Regions from separate parts of the Gossypium hirsutum genome. Here region 2 is linked to region 1. Evidence: chromatin contacts called from public Hi-C data. All regions are on one chromosome and are shown on one strand. Each heading gives the region's core, a stretch centred on a gene start, on an enhancer-like site or on the middle of the called end of the contact. The rest is flanking DNA. Distances are from core to core; before and after follow the strand shown.

Evidence for each region. A called contact is a pair of places that touch in the nucleus more often than the background predicts.
Region 2: a Hi-C map of hypocotyl shows a contact between it and region 1, with 2.0 times the contacts expected there. The contact joins the promoter of LOC107948132 here to the promoter of LOC107931520 in region 1. A contact is called at or near these places in 4 of 34 Hi-C or Micro-C datasets (anther, hypocotyl and leaf).

The regions. Positions count from the first base shown.
Region 1 is chrA04:63,142,617-63,148,742 of Gossypium_hirsutum_v2.1, forward strand. LOC107931520 (vacuolar protein-sorting-associated protein 37 homolog 1) reads right to left here and starts at 3,459. Exons shown (of 8, transcript XM_016863430.2): 1 at 3,154-3,459; 2 at 1,280-2,942; 3 at 1-136. The coding sequence starts at 1,293.
Region 2 is chrA04:63,349,252-63,355,458 of Gossypium_hirsutum_v2.1, forward strand. LOC107948132 (protein RGF1 INDUCIBLE TRANSCRIPTION FACTOR 1) reads left to right here and starts at 3,468. Exons shown (of 3, transcript XM_016882599.2): 1 at 3,468-3,970; 2 at 4,067-4,285; 3 at 4,496-5,234. The coding sequence starts at 3,788. The coding sequence ends at 4,693.

The sequences.
Region 1 (6,126 bases), core at 2,209-4,708:
GTTGAAGCTGTTAGATGCACTGCTACCTGGCGTTGAAGGCCGGGAAGAATTTGTGGAGCTAACACCAGGAGGAGGATACCAAGAATGTGAAGAACCCTCTTGTGGACGTGGCTGAGCTTGTTGCTCCTGTGAACCCCTGCATCATGATCAAAATTTTAGTGCAACCAAATATAAATGTCACAAAGCATGTGAGTGAAAAAAATAAAAAACTCCAGCTGAAGTTAGAAATATCGCTATCAAGTTTTAACTTTTGATCATTACTGCACAAGTACAACTACAACACAACTTTAGTGGCTTCACAGCATTTAGAAATGCCATTTTCTCATTTGACATTGTTGCTATTGCAGCAATTCGAAAAACGTTGGTCCAAGTGCACTTAAGATTGTATTTTCCTCTGATTTAAGGGTTTGGGATTTTGAGTAGTAGTAGTAGGAATGGTATTAAACAATGATACAATTTATTGACCATTTGACAGAGTTACCCCTATTGAGATAATCCAACATAAGGCGCATATACTGCCGGAGCATATTAAAACGACAGAGTAATAGCACCAAAAACGCATGAAGCATGTCCACAGTTGCCCTCACATGATGAGCAATTAAGAGATGCTCTATGTAAACCCAACTTCATGAAACATGTCCACAATTTAGACTTGCCCTAACATGATGAGCAATTAAGAGATGCTCTATGTAAAACCAGCATCATGAAACATGTCTACACTTTAGACTTGCCCTACCATGATGAGCAATTAAGATGTGCTCATCTGAAATCCAACTTCATGAAAATAGATATTACCGACTAAATCCCACATTTATTCTATTTCATACAACAGCCAAAAGGAGGAAGAAGAGCGGACACTTTTGGTTTAGCTGCAGTTTCTGAAACATGTTTATCACTTTAAAAAAAATATAATAACCCAGCTTTCCTTTAGCACAAATTTTAGTTTCTTTGATGATCGAACAGCCTCTTAATACGCCCAAAAGGAAGGAAACGGTGATTCTAAAAATACAATACACATTAAAATTCCAAAGAAAAAAGAATTAATAGGAAACAAATTTCCCAAAATCCAGCAAACCCACAATTATATTAATAAAAAGAAATTCTGAAGAAAGTTCGATCGAAGTCACAAATCCAAGTGAAATTAGTCAAATTCGCAGGCAATTTATATAAGAAACCCCCCCCCCTCAAAATAAGGCTGAATCGGAAAAAAAACGAAATAATAGAATCCAATAATCCAAATAAATCAAGAGAGATTAAAGAGGTAACAAAGAAAACATACCAGAACCTGAACATAGCTCGCAAGCGGGTGGCTTGTTGATCGTTGGATAATCAATCAACCCAATAAATAGAAACCAAAAAAAAAATGAAAAACAGCGTTAGAGTCGTAGACGAAGAAAAGATTATTTGTTCCTTACAGAGTAAGAAAATATTATTTCGGATTTTTAATTAAAAAGAAACTGAGTCTAAGAGATTATATTTAAGGAGGTCTAAAATCAACGAGACAAAAGTTTTTTTAGTTCTTAAAAAAAAAAAAAGTTTTAGGTACATTTGGTGGGTTATTATTGGTTTTGGACACCGACGATGAAGCATCTGAGTAGAAGAAACTTGTTGAAAAACAATTAATCTTAAAATATGTTATAAATTTAAAATTTATATTTAGAAAACTTTTTTTTTGAAAATTAATAACAGAACAACGAACACGATTAGTACGGTTTGAACTCAAGTCACATTGAGACAATAGCACCTTTAATCATTAGGTCATCATATGAGTTCTTAATTTTAAAAATTTAATCTATTTAATTTTAAAATTTTAAAATTCAGGTCGAATTGTTAACACTATATTTTTTATACTAACAAAAAAAATAACAGTATTAATAACTAGATGTAAATTCAAAAATATAAAAAAATAAAATAAAAAAACTTAAAATGATTAAATTTTAAATTTATAAAAATTACAATAACCTATTACATCTTTTAAAAAAAAATTGGAAAATTCAGAAAAAGAAACTTTCTTTTAAGCTTTAATGGGATCGGATCATCATCTTCTGATTTCATTAATGTATAATTTGACTAATATATTAAAAAAGTTCCTTATTGTTTAATTTAACTCTTATATTATTTTTTGTAGTTAAATAAATTCCATGATTCTTTTACTTATAGAAGTTCTTTTGAAATTTTAAATTAATTTATGTTTTATGCGAATGTGAATTTAATGAGAATAATTTATTAAATAAAAATAAAATTTTTGAAAGGAAATTAAAAATTTTTTTAGAATGCTTATATACATAATACAATTAATTTTTTTTTAAAATACTTATCTTTTAAGTTTTATATTAATATTAAAAGTGAATATAATTTTTATTGTATGCTCAAATATTTTGTTTCTGTTAATATTCTTCGAAGAAATATATGAGAATGTAGTAATGAATTCTATCATTACAGATAGAAAATATTTATCTTATTCAGTACTGAAACAAACAAATATTATTACAATATTTGATAATACAAAATTAGTTGAAAGCTTTAGAAAAGCTAATATATCAATATTGAAAAAGTACAAAATTTGTGATGATTAATCCATTAGTTTTCAAATATATTCACTATTATGGATATCATATTGAAATTGTGAATAAGAAAAATATTATATTTTATATGAATCAATGGAGGATTGAGTTATTGATTACTCTTGTTATTAAATTGAATTAACTTTGTAATGAGCCAAAATTACCCGACCCAAGTCACTAAATAACAAACCCAATACAAACCCCAAACTAACCCAAAACCTTAAGCCCAATACTATGGCCCAAAGTTTTTTTCCAGAAACAGCAAACCCTAGCACTTAGGCACTCCCTTTGGCCGGCGCCGCCTCCACCCTCACACCACACCCGCATTTCGCGCCTCCACGTTCGCTCCATGTAGGTGTTACGCTCGCGCCTCCATACCTACGAAAAAATAGGAAGCAGTACCAGAAAGTGCAACGAAATAGGAGTAAGTTGTTTTGTTTTTTTTCCTTTTCAGCTATAAAGGCCGAAACAAAATCATTGTAAAAGGGGAGACGAAATACAAAAGATACATAAAATTTCATTCTTTTCGTTTTTTTATTTCTTTCCATACATACGAAAATATAAAAAAGGAAAAGGAGAAAGATCTTACCTGAACCCACCGACGTGGCCCGGAGAAGCCCTCTCTAAAATCGAAGCTTGGCTCAAAATGGCGGTTGAGCTGCTTCTCTTTGATCTGTCGAAGAACAAGGGGTGGTTCAAAGATGGAATATCCTTTGTTTTTAAGCAGTAAATGAGTTTTAATGATTTTTTTTTTGGTTAAAAAAGAAACAAATCAAACGGCGCTCTAAATGGGTGAATTTGTGCATTTTCACCCTAAATGGGTAAATTTCACAACTGGTTCCTCGTTTTTGTGTCCTCATTTGATTAGGCCATTTTTGTATGACTTTCGTTTTTTCAAATCTTCCCTGGGATTTATGCACCGTTACAGTTTGGTCAACGTTGAAGCGCTGCGTTCAAGAATCTGGGTTAATTGTGCTTTTAATTCCTTTTTGTTTGTATGCGTTATGTTAAAATCCTTAATTCTGTTTTATTACTTTTGTTTATTTGTAAATTGTCCTTTTAATTTTATTTTTATTTCAATTGGTTTTTTTTTGTTTTTTTTATCATCAGCTTGTGTTTTTTACTCCTTTTATTTTTAAAATTTATTTATTATTCATCCTTTAGAGATTGTTTTAACATATCATCTTGAATTGTCTTCTTGATTTTGCACTGTTCTAGTTTGTCATTTTATACATTCATTTTCGTTTTTTTTTCAATTGTTTTATTTTACTATTTTTTTAAATCTTCCTTTATATTCTTCTATGTTTTAAAGATTTACATGACATTTAATTTAATGCTATTATACATACATTTACATAATTATTTTTTATTCAAAATATATATTATTGATTTCATATTATTTTATGTAAATATTTTCTTTTAAATGTATTTACGTGTATATATATATGTATATATATCTTCCTTTAAATCTATTTATATATATAATTTCTTTCTTTAAAGGACCCTATCATAAATTATATATTTCATTTATTTTAAAAACTTTCATATATTAGTATTTATATATATACTTTATTTACACTGAATTTTTTTTATTTCATGTATATCATTTATTTAGATTAACATATATTGTTGCATATATCACTTACTATTTTTTTATTATTTATTTTGAGATTTTGTTTATATGTTACTATTTCATATATTATTTATGTTTATTTTTTATCTATTTCAAACTTTCATATATATTACTTACTTCAAGATTTTTATATATAATTGTTTGTTTGCATATTGATGATTCCAAATTTCATTTCTTGTATATCATTCATTTGTTTATTTATTTTAAGGCTTGTTGCATGTTATTTAAGCTTGATATTTCATTAAAATTTACTTTTAATTCATTAGCCTTCGAATATTAATGTCGGCATTTGTATGATGTATGATATGTCGCCATCGTATGCACCCAAACTCGTTCCTTTCAAATTTCATATTACGGTTATTTAATTTTATAATATTTAATCTGTATTCCATGTTTGTAACTTTGTTTTTTTATATCATAGCATCAGGACTCAAATTCCAACGTTTTAATTGGTATTGGTCGGCTCATTCCTATTCTTAACCATTTGGAGCCAGTTTTTAAATTGATTATTTGAAAGTTTTTCAAAATAAGGCAATATTTCGTGTTTGGGAGTTCGAGAAATCGTGCCATACCTTGCTGGGTTTCGATTTTTTGTTCAACCGAATAACTGAATATCCTTTTGAAATTTCATCCATGTTTTCTTAAAATGAGGCAATATTTTGTGTTTGAAAATTCGAGAAATCATGCCCAATCGTGCTGGGTTTCGACTTATCGTTTGACCAGATAGCCAAATATCCTTTTGAAATTTCAAATGCATGAGTTTTGGAAATTATAAGATGATCTTGTATCGAGGGTTTGAAATATTGTGTCCTATCGTGCTGGATATGATATTTTATTCCTTCTAAGCGAGAGAATCTCAATATCTAATTCTAGTTATCCAAACGTTTTAAAGGAATTGTATTTTAAAATCTTTTTCAAATTTTCAACATTAGGACGTTAATTGTTTTAATAAACCGAAATGCTTTATTAAAATGATTGATCACAAAGTGACCTGATCACACCTAAACAAAAAGGACTGGTGGCGACTCCATTTTCATTTTAAAGTCGACATTCGTTTTTCAAAATAAAAAAATAGTTTCGACAGCTTGGCAACTCCACTGGGGATGAATAAGAGAGTCAAACCGTAAAATTTATTATTTTTTGTCCTTTTTTCAAAAAATAAAAAATTTAATTTAAAAAAAATCCTGCTTCTTTTGTTGCATTTGTTAGTGTTATGTTATATGTTTGTTGCGATTAGAGACATATAGGATATTCCTGCATGATGTTGCATGACTGTTATGGTCACACCTTTTAAGTGAGAGTGAGAAACTATTTCCTTCGTGAGGTTTTCACCTCCGTGCAGGATAGTGGATCGCTTTCGGGATACGTCCATACCTATGTCTTCGTGAGGTTTTCACCTCCGTGCAGCCATAGGGAAATGTATTCCCTTGAACTGAACTTGGTCCACATGAGCCTATAATGGGTGAGGATCGAGGAATCTGCTTGTTTGGGTACCTCTACTTTAGAACCAAACTGCATATAGCGAGCCTTAAGAGCCCAACCCTAGGTAGAGCCACTCCAAACCCTAGCGGTTACCCAAGTAGGTGTCCTATATTGTTTTTTCCTCCTATGCGAACATGTTTTGTTTTGTTTATGACTGCATTGTATTACATCATCATAGAAATGAGGTGTTTGATTCATATTTGATTGCTAAATAGAACAGTTTGTCATGAGAAAACGAATTTCTTGATAAAGTGGATTATAATACGGTTGTCTGAATATAGTCTAAGTAAACACAGCCGAATAAGGCTAATAGTTCGTGGAGGAAAACAAGACTTTACCTGAGGATTCAAGTCAATAAAGATTATTCGAGAGTAGTCACGTCCTGAATTTTTTAGAGGAGCTAACAAGCATCGCGAGGATAAGTGAGTAATAAGTCGTGGCCCGGAT
Region 2 (6,207 bases), core at 2,218-4,717, 210 kb after region 1:
AACCACTTCTAAGCATGTTTTAAGGTCTTGTAGGACCTTACAAGGGACAATGTGATTGATATGAATAGATTTTGGTTATGAATATATGAATGTATGTGAATTGTGTGTGATTTCTAGTAATACATCGTAACCTTATTCCGACGTTGAATATGGGTTAGGGATGTTACAGTGTGAGCCCTACATCTAGGAAAAATTTTGAAATTTCATGAAATTTTTTTCTAAAATCCTAATTAAGTCTCGATTTTATTCTAATGTTTAGTTTGGGCCTCGAGGGCCTTTTCAAGGGACAATATGATTAGTATAGGGCATGAATAATAAATGATGTGAAATATCCTTAATTATTCTGTAAACTTTGGTAATGCTTTGTAACCCTATTCTGATGATGGATACGGGTTAGGGGTGTTACAAGGACAGAATTTGTCTTTTATTTGGAAGAGTATCTTTGTAGCCTAGAATTATTTCTCTACAGATCTTTGATGGATATTGAGAGATGGAGCAGATATTTCAGTATCTGGGTACCCATGGTTACCAGATAATAACAAATTCTATGTCAAATATGAGCCTTTATCAAGGATGGAGCATTTAAAAGTAAATTATATTCTTAATATAGATAGCTTATCACCAGTCGGTGTCCCTAGAATCACAAAAATCCCTTTGAGCATTCACAAGCCACATGATTCTCTTATTTGGCATCATAATTGGCAAGGGTTGTATGATGAAAGTCTAGTTATAAGCTTGTGTTCCAAATGTATACAAGTATATCCCAATTTACTATTAACTTTAGTTGGCACAAAATATGTATCAGTTCTTTTCCACCTAAAGTTAAGTTATTTTTTTGGAGATATTTTTGCAATTATATCCCTGTCAAAAGTATATTACTGAAGAAGGTTGCAATTTAGATCCTAATTGATCAAGATTTGGAACTGTGGAATATGTAATTCATGCTTTATTTCCGTGTTACTATTACTGCTATTATATGGAAAACTCTTAGGTTGATTATGACTCAAGATTCAACGCTTACGATTTTTCTTTTTATTTGTCTATTAATGATGTTGATAAGAAATGGAGGTTTATAATGGTCACTTGGAGTGTTTGATTTCATAGAAACCTCTATGTTTGGCAAGATTCAGATGTTGCCCCTGCTAGTATTATCGAGTTTGCAAACAAATATTTGCAAGATTAGAAGGACTCTCGATTGGCATTCAATCGTGTTCAAAAACATTGGAATGTGTTGAGAGGAGCTTTGAATAGATGGATTAGGCTAGATAATGGCTGGGTTAAGTGTAATACTAATGCATCTGTTAGCATCAATGATAATGCAACTACTTATGTTGTAGTTCTTCGAGATAAAACTGGCAATTTCGTAAAGGGTTATACGAGCTTCAGTCACACAAAAATGGAGCCACATATGGTGGAAGGCATGGTGATCTAAGAGGCTTTATCTTGGTTGAAATCTTTAAATTTGGATAGAGTGGTCATTCTTACTTAATCTTCATCTCCTTGTGATCAGTCGAAGTTTGGTTCTGTGATTTAGGATTGTTTTATGTTGAAATATTCTTTTTAACACTTGTCCTTTCTTTGGACCAATCGAGATTCTAATTAGGCGGTTCATCTCCTATCTCGGGTAGTCTTATCTAAAACATACCATTTCAATTGGGATTTTGTTCCCCAAAATGTCTATGACTTTATTATTTCGAAAAAGAATATTAGTACACATGAGTAAGGGCTAGTTTAGTAATGCTTCTAAGAAGTATTTTTGGGACAAAAAACACTTTTGAGATGAAGATCAAATTTTCTGCTTTTGGGTTTGGCCAATTTTTGGCATTTGAAAAGCAGTTTTTTTCTCTCAACGACATCTTGTTTAATAATGTTTTTATCTCAAAAGTGTTTTTTGTGCATCTTAGAAGCATTGCTAAGCTAACCTTAAGATAGATATAGATTTGGGTGGATAGGGTAAGGTTGTTAGCTTGGGTAAAATAATACTCCAAATTTTTGAATTATTTTTGAATAATAATATTATTATCTTTTAGTATTCTTGTATAAAATGTTTAAATAAAATAATTAAATATTAAATATTTAAAGATTAAACATGAAATTAATGAGCGCTTAATCATAAATACTTTACTACCTCAATTGTTAATAAACCTTTTATAAATATACTTTTAATATTAAACTTTTTTTTTCAATCACATGGGTGTGATATAATTTAATGTTCTCTATAATTTTTTTTCTTTGCTTTTTTTTTTCCAGCAAAATGTTATTATACAGCAAACCCCTCTTTAATGGAATGCACATACTTTTGGTTCATGATTGCTCACATGAATATTATTATTATTTATTTATAAAAGAAAACAATGAGGGCAAAAATTGAATGATATCCCTAGAATCTCATAGTTATTAATAAAATTAAAACTTAAAGTTGTTATGCTAAAAAATAAGATTCTGATGTGATTAGCATTACATCTTAACTTTTAGGATTATCAATATCTTTTTTAAGCTAAACCATGTTTTAAAAAATTTAATTTCAAAAAAATTCTCAAGACATTTTCCTTATGCAGTGCACTGCTGGAACCCACCCAAAAGCAATGTGGAGCTGGCAACCCTACAACTATTTATTATATTAATATAAAACAGCTGTGTATTTTATTTTCCCCCAATACTCTAAGAAGAAGTTATACATTAAGCTTTTAAAGTATTTATTTACTCCCAAAATTTGATTTGATTTAACTTGCTGCCTAAATTAATTCTTAGTAAATATGGTTTGTGGATATAAAAGCGAGAAATTATCTAGTGTAGTGTTGTTTCATAAGTAGATAAATCTCAATTACTATAAAATCATATGAAAAACTAAGTTATATTTTCAATTTATTCTTTGATTGATGTGCCCCTTTCGTGACTCATGTCTCCTTCCCTTTATGAGAGGTTCATCATGTGGATTTGTTGTCAAATTAAAATTGACTCTTCCCACACATTTTAATTTGAAAACCTAGATATATTATTTTTAAAAATCTATAAACATCAACCCTCAATGTTATTATCAAAAAATGTAAAATTTTGGCAGTATCACTTCATTTATGAGTATTATTAATAGCATAAAATATATTATTGTGTTATAATTCCGTAGTTATTGTTTTATTTATGATGTAATTAATTAATACAATAAAACGTAATTAGTTAATAATAATAATATAAAAATCCTTTTCTTAATTTCCAAATCCTTTGCCATAGCGTGCCGTTTCGAGGGAACTCTGTGAAAAGACCATCATTTCGCCATTTTTTCTGTTAAAAGAAATTATTTTTAAAAGCATATAATGAAAAATAAAAAAGAATCTAAAACAGTGGGACCCTTTATTTAAAGCAGACCATGGTGATTAAGCCACGTGGAGGACTGCCCATGTGGCGGAAAGTTAGGTGGTGATCAAATTGTGTGAACAGCTATTTCATTGAAGCTTCAGTTGCGTAGCTAAGGGGGGGCCGACCTTGTGCCTACGTAGAGACGCAAAAGAAGAACCAAAAGTAGCGTAAGCGCCAAAGCCATCCTTGTCTATTCCATCCAACGGCTGTCCAAAAACTTCAGCCTCCACCGTCGATCCCATCCGTCGACCCCTTTGCTGCATTTGTTTATCAGCTTTGTCCCTTAGTCTAGGCGTTGTTTTTGTTGGTTGATTTCTAAGTTGCGATTTCTTGTTACCCCTTTTTTTCTCTTTCTTTCTCTTTTTATGCTTTGCATTTTGATCCTTTGGCTACACCCCCATTGCTGATCATTGCCATTGCCATTGCCATTGCTATGGCTACAATGCTGGTGCCGCCATGGCTAGAGTCATTGCTAAGTACTGCCTTTTTCACAGTATGCAGAAGTCATGGAGATGCAGGTAGGAGTGAATGCAACATGTATTGTTTAGACTGTAAAGGAGATTCATTTTGCTTTTATTGCCGTTCTTCTAAACACAAAGATCATCAAGTAATTCAGGTAATGCTCCAAATTTGGTATCTCATTTCCATGATGTAAAAATAAAACATAAAAAAGAACCATGTTCTGAACACGAACTAGTTTGTGTTTTGTCAGATAAGGAGATCATCATATCATGATGTAGTGAGGGTTACAGAGGTTCAGAAAGTGTTGGATATAAGTGGGGTACAAACTTATGTGATAAATAGTGCCAGGGTTCTATTCTTGAATGAAAGGCCTCAACCAAAATCTGGGAAATTAGGAGTTTCTCATTTATGTGAAATCTGTGGAAGAACACTCTTGGACCCTTTTCGTTTTTGCTCATTGGGTTGTAAGGTTAGCATAAATTAATCCCCCTTAATCTTCTCCATTTTGCATCGCATTATCATCAACATATATCCCTCATTACATGCATATATATAGACATTACCATCACAGCTACCACACACCACATCGATCATCATTATCAATTTCTCACTATAGATGCTTGGATTGAGTAAACAACACAATGGGTTTTTAATCTCATTCGTAATATTAACTTAGCAGCTTGTAGGAATAAAGAGGAATATTGGGAATGCAAGTTTTAACATAGAAGAAGAAGGCATAATAATATCGAAGGAAGAAGAAGAAGAAGAAATGCGTGAAGGGTCACAACGAGACATTAACCCTTCGACGCCTCCCCCACCTCCTTCAAATGCAAGGCGAAGAAAAGGAATTCCTCACCGAGCACCGTTTGGGTCCTAGAACCCAACTACTATCAACTATTTTATATATACCAAATATTCCTTTAATTACTTAACCTTATATTTTCCTTTTGTTTTTTTTTTCAAAAGAGAGGGTACATTACACTTATTTTGGGGTTTTTAATTTGTAAAATTTTCCTAACTAAAGGGAGATGTTAGGGTATTTTAATTTGGTTAGGAAGTCCCAGTAATAAAAACAAAAGGGCAAGTGAGTTTTGGCTTTTTGGAATTGGGGAATTGGGTCCCATTTTACAACAATTTCTTCTATATAAATATTGTAAAGAAGGTCAATAATGTCAAGGATTTAGAAACGTTAATTATTGATAGTTGCAAGGTGCACATTGTAATTATCATGAAATTTAAGGGGATAAAAGAACGCCCAAGTCTTTGTGGAATCCCATTTTTTTGTTTTTATAGTTTTCATGGCTCCACCAACCCACATGGGCCGTTCACATAAAGAAACAAACTTTCTTTTTCTTTTTTATCCTTTCTTTAGTTTGTTAGTTCGTGAAATGGCTAATCAACGTTTCTTTTTAATTTTCCATTTTGTGAATCCATTCGATGTTTTTGTGGTTACTCCTTTTTATCACTCTTTTTTCTTTTCTTTTTCTTTTCACTTCAATAAGTTTTTTTCTTATACAAAAAAACTTCTACAAGATTTACAAAAGGGAGCTATAAGAAAATGTCAAATTTGGAAAAGGTAAAACAAAAATATACAGAAAAATAAAGATGGTTAAATGTTTAATGGACATTATGGAACCTCATCCATTGTCATTGTGCAACCTCCACCATTCTCATTCACAACTATGATTTTTTAAAAAAATATATTTTTAAAAAGTTTGATGTTGCTGTTAAAAAGGTTTTTTTTTAAATAATGATAAATTATTTAGTATATTGTTAATGGAGTTTTTAGTTTTAATAAATAGAGTAAAAGTGTTGATGAGTGTTCTATAAAGTATAGTAAAATATTAAAAATATATTTTTTAAAAAAAGAACCACATGACAATTTTTTAAAGCTGCTTGTATAATAAAACAAAAGTACATTGTCAATGTACCAAAAACTAGGGTTGAGCAAAAAAATCAACCAAACAAAAAATCGACCCGAACCGAGATATTTGGATTGTTTATGGAATGCAAGTTCAAAAATTACGGTTACCCATAACCAAATCAAATTCTAGTTTTTATTAATATATAATTAATTTTATTTTTTATTATCTAAAAACAAAATTTTACATTTAAAATAATTTAAAAATTCTTGAAAATTCTTGTTTTTTAGAAATAGTTATGAAAAAAGACCTTAAAATTTTGTGAAATAATATTCAAAAGCCATAAAGCAAAGCTCATTTTATCAAAATAAGTCTAAAAACCAAAACAAAAATTTAATATGGAAAAATAAAGAATAGAACCAAGTCGAATCATATTATGATGGATAATTCAAGAAATTTAAAAAACCCAACCGAGTCGAACGGATATCACCCCTACCAAATACTAACCCAAAAGTGAATCGTCTATGTT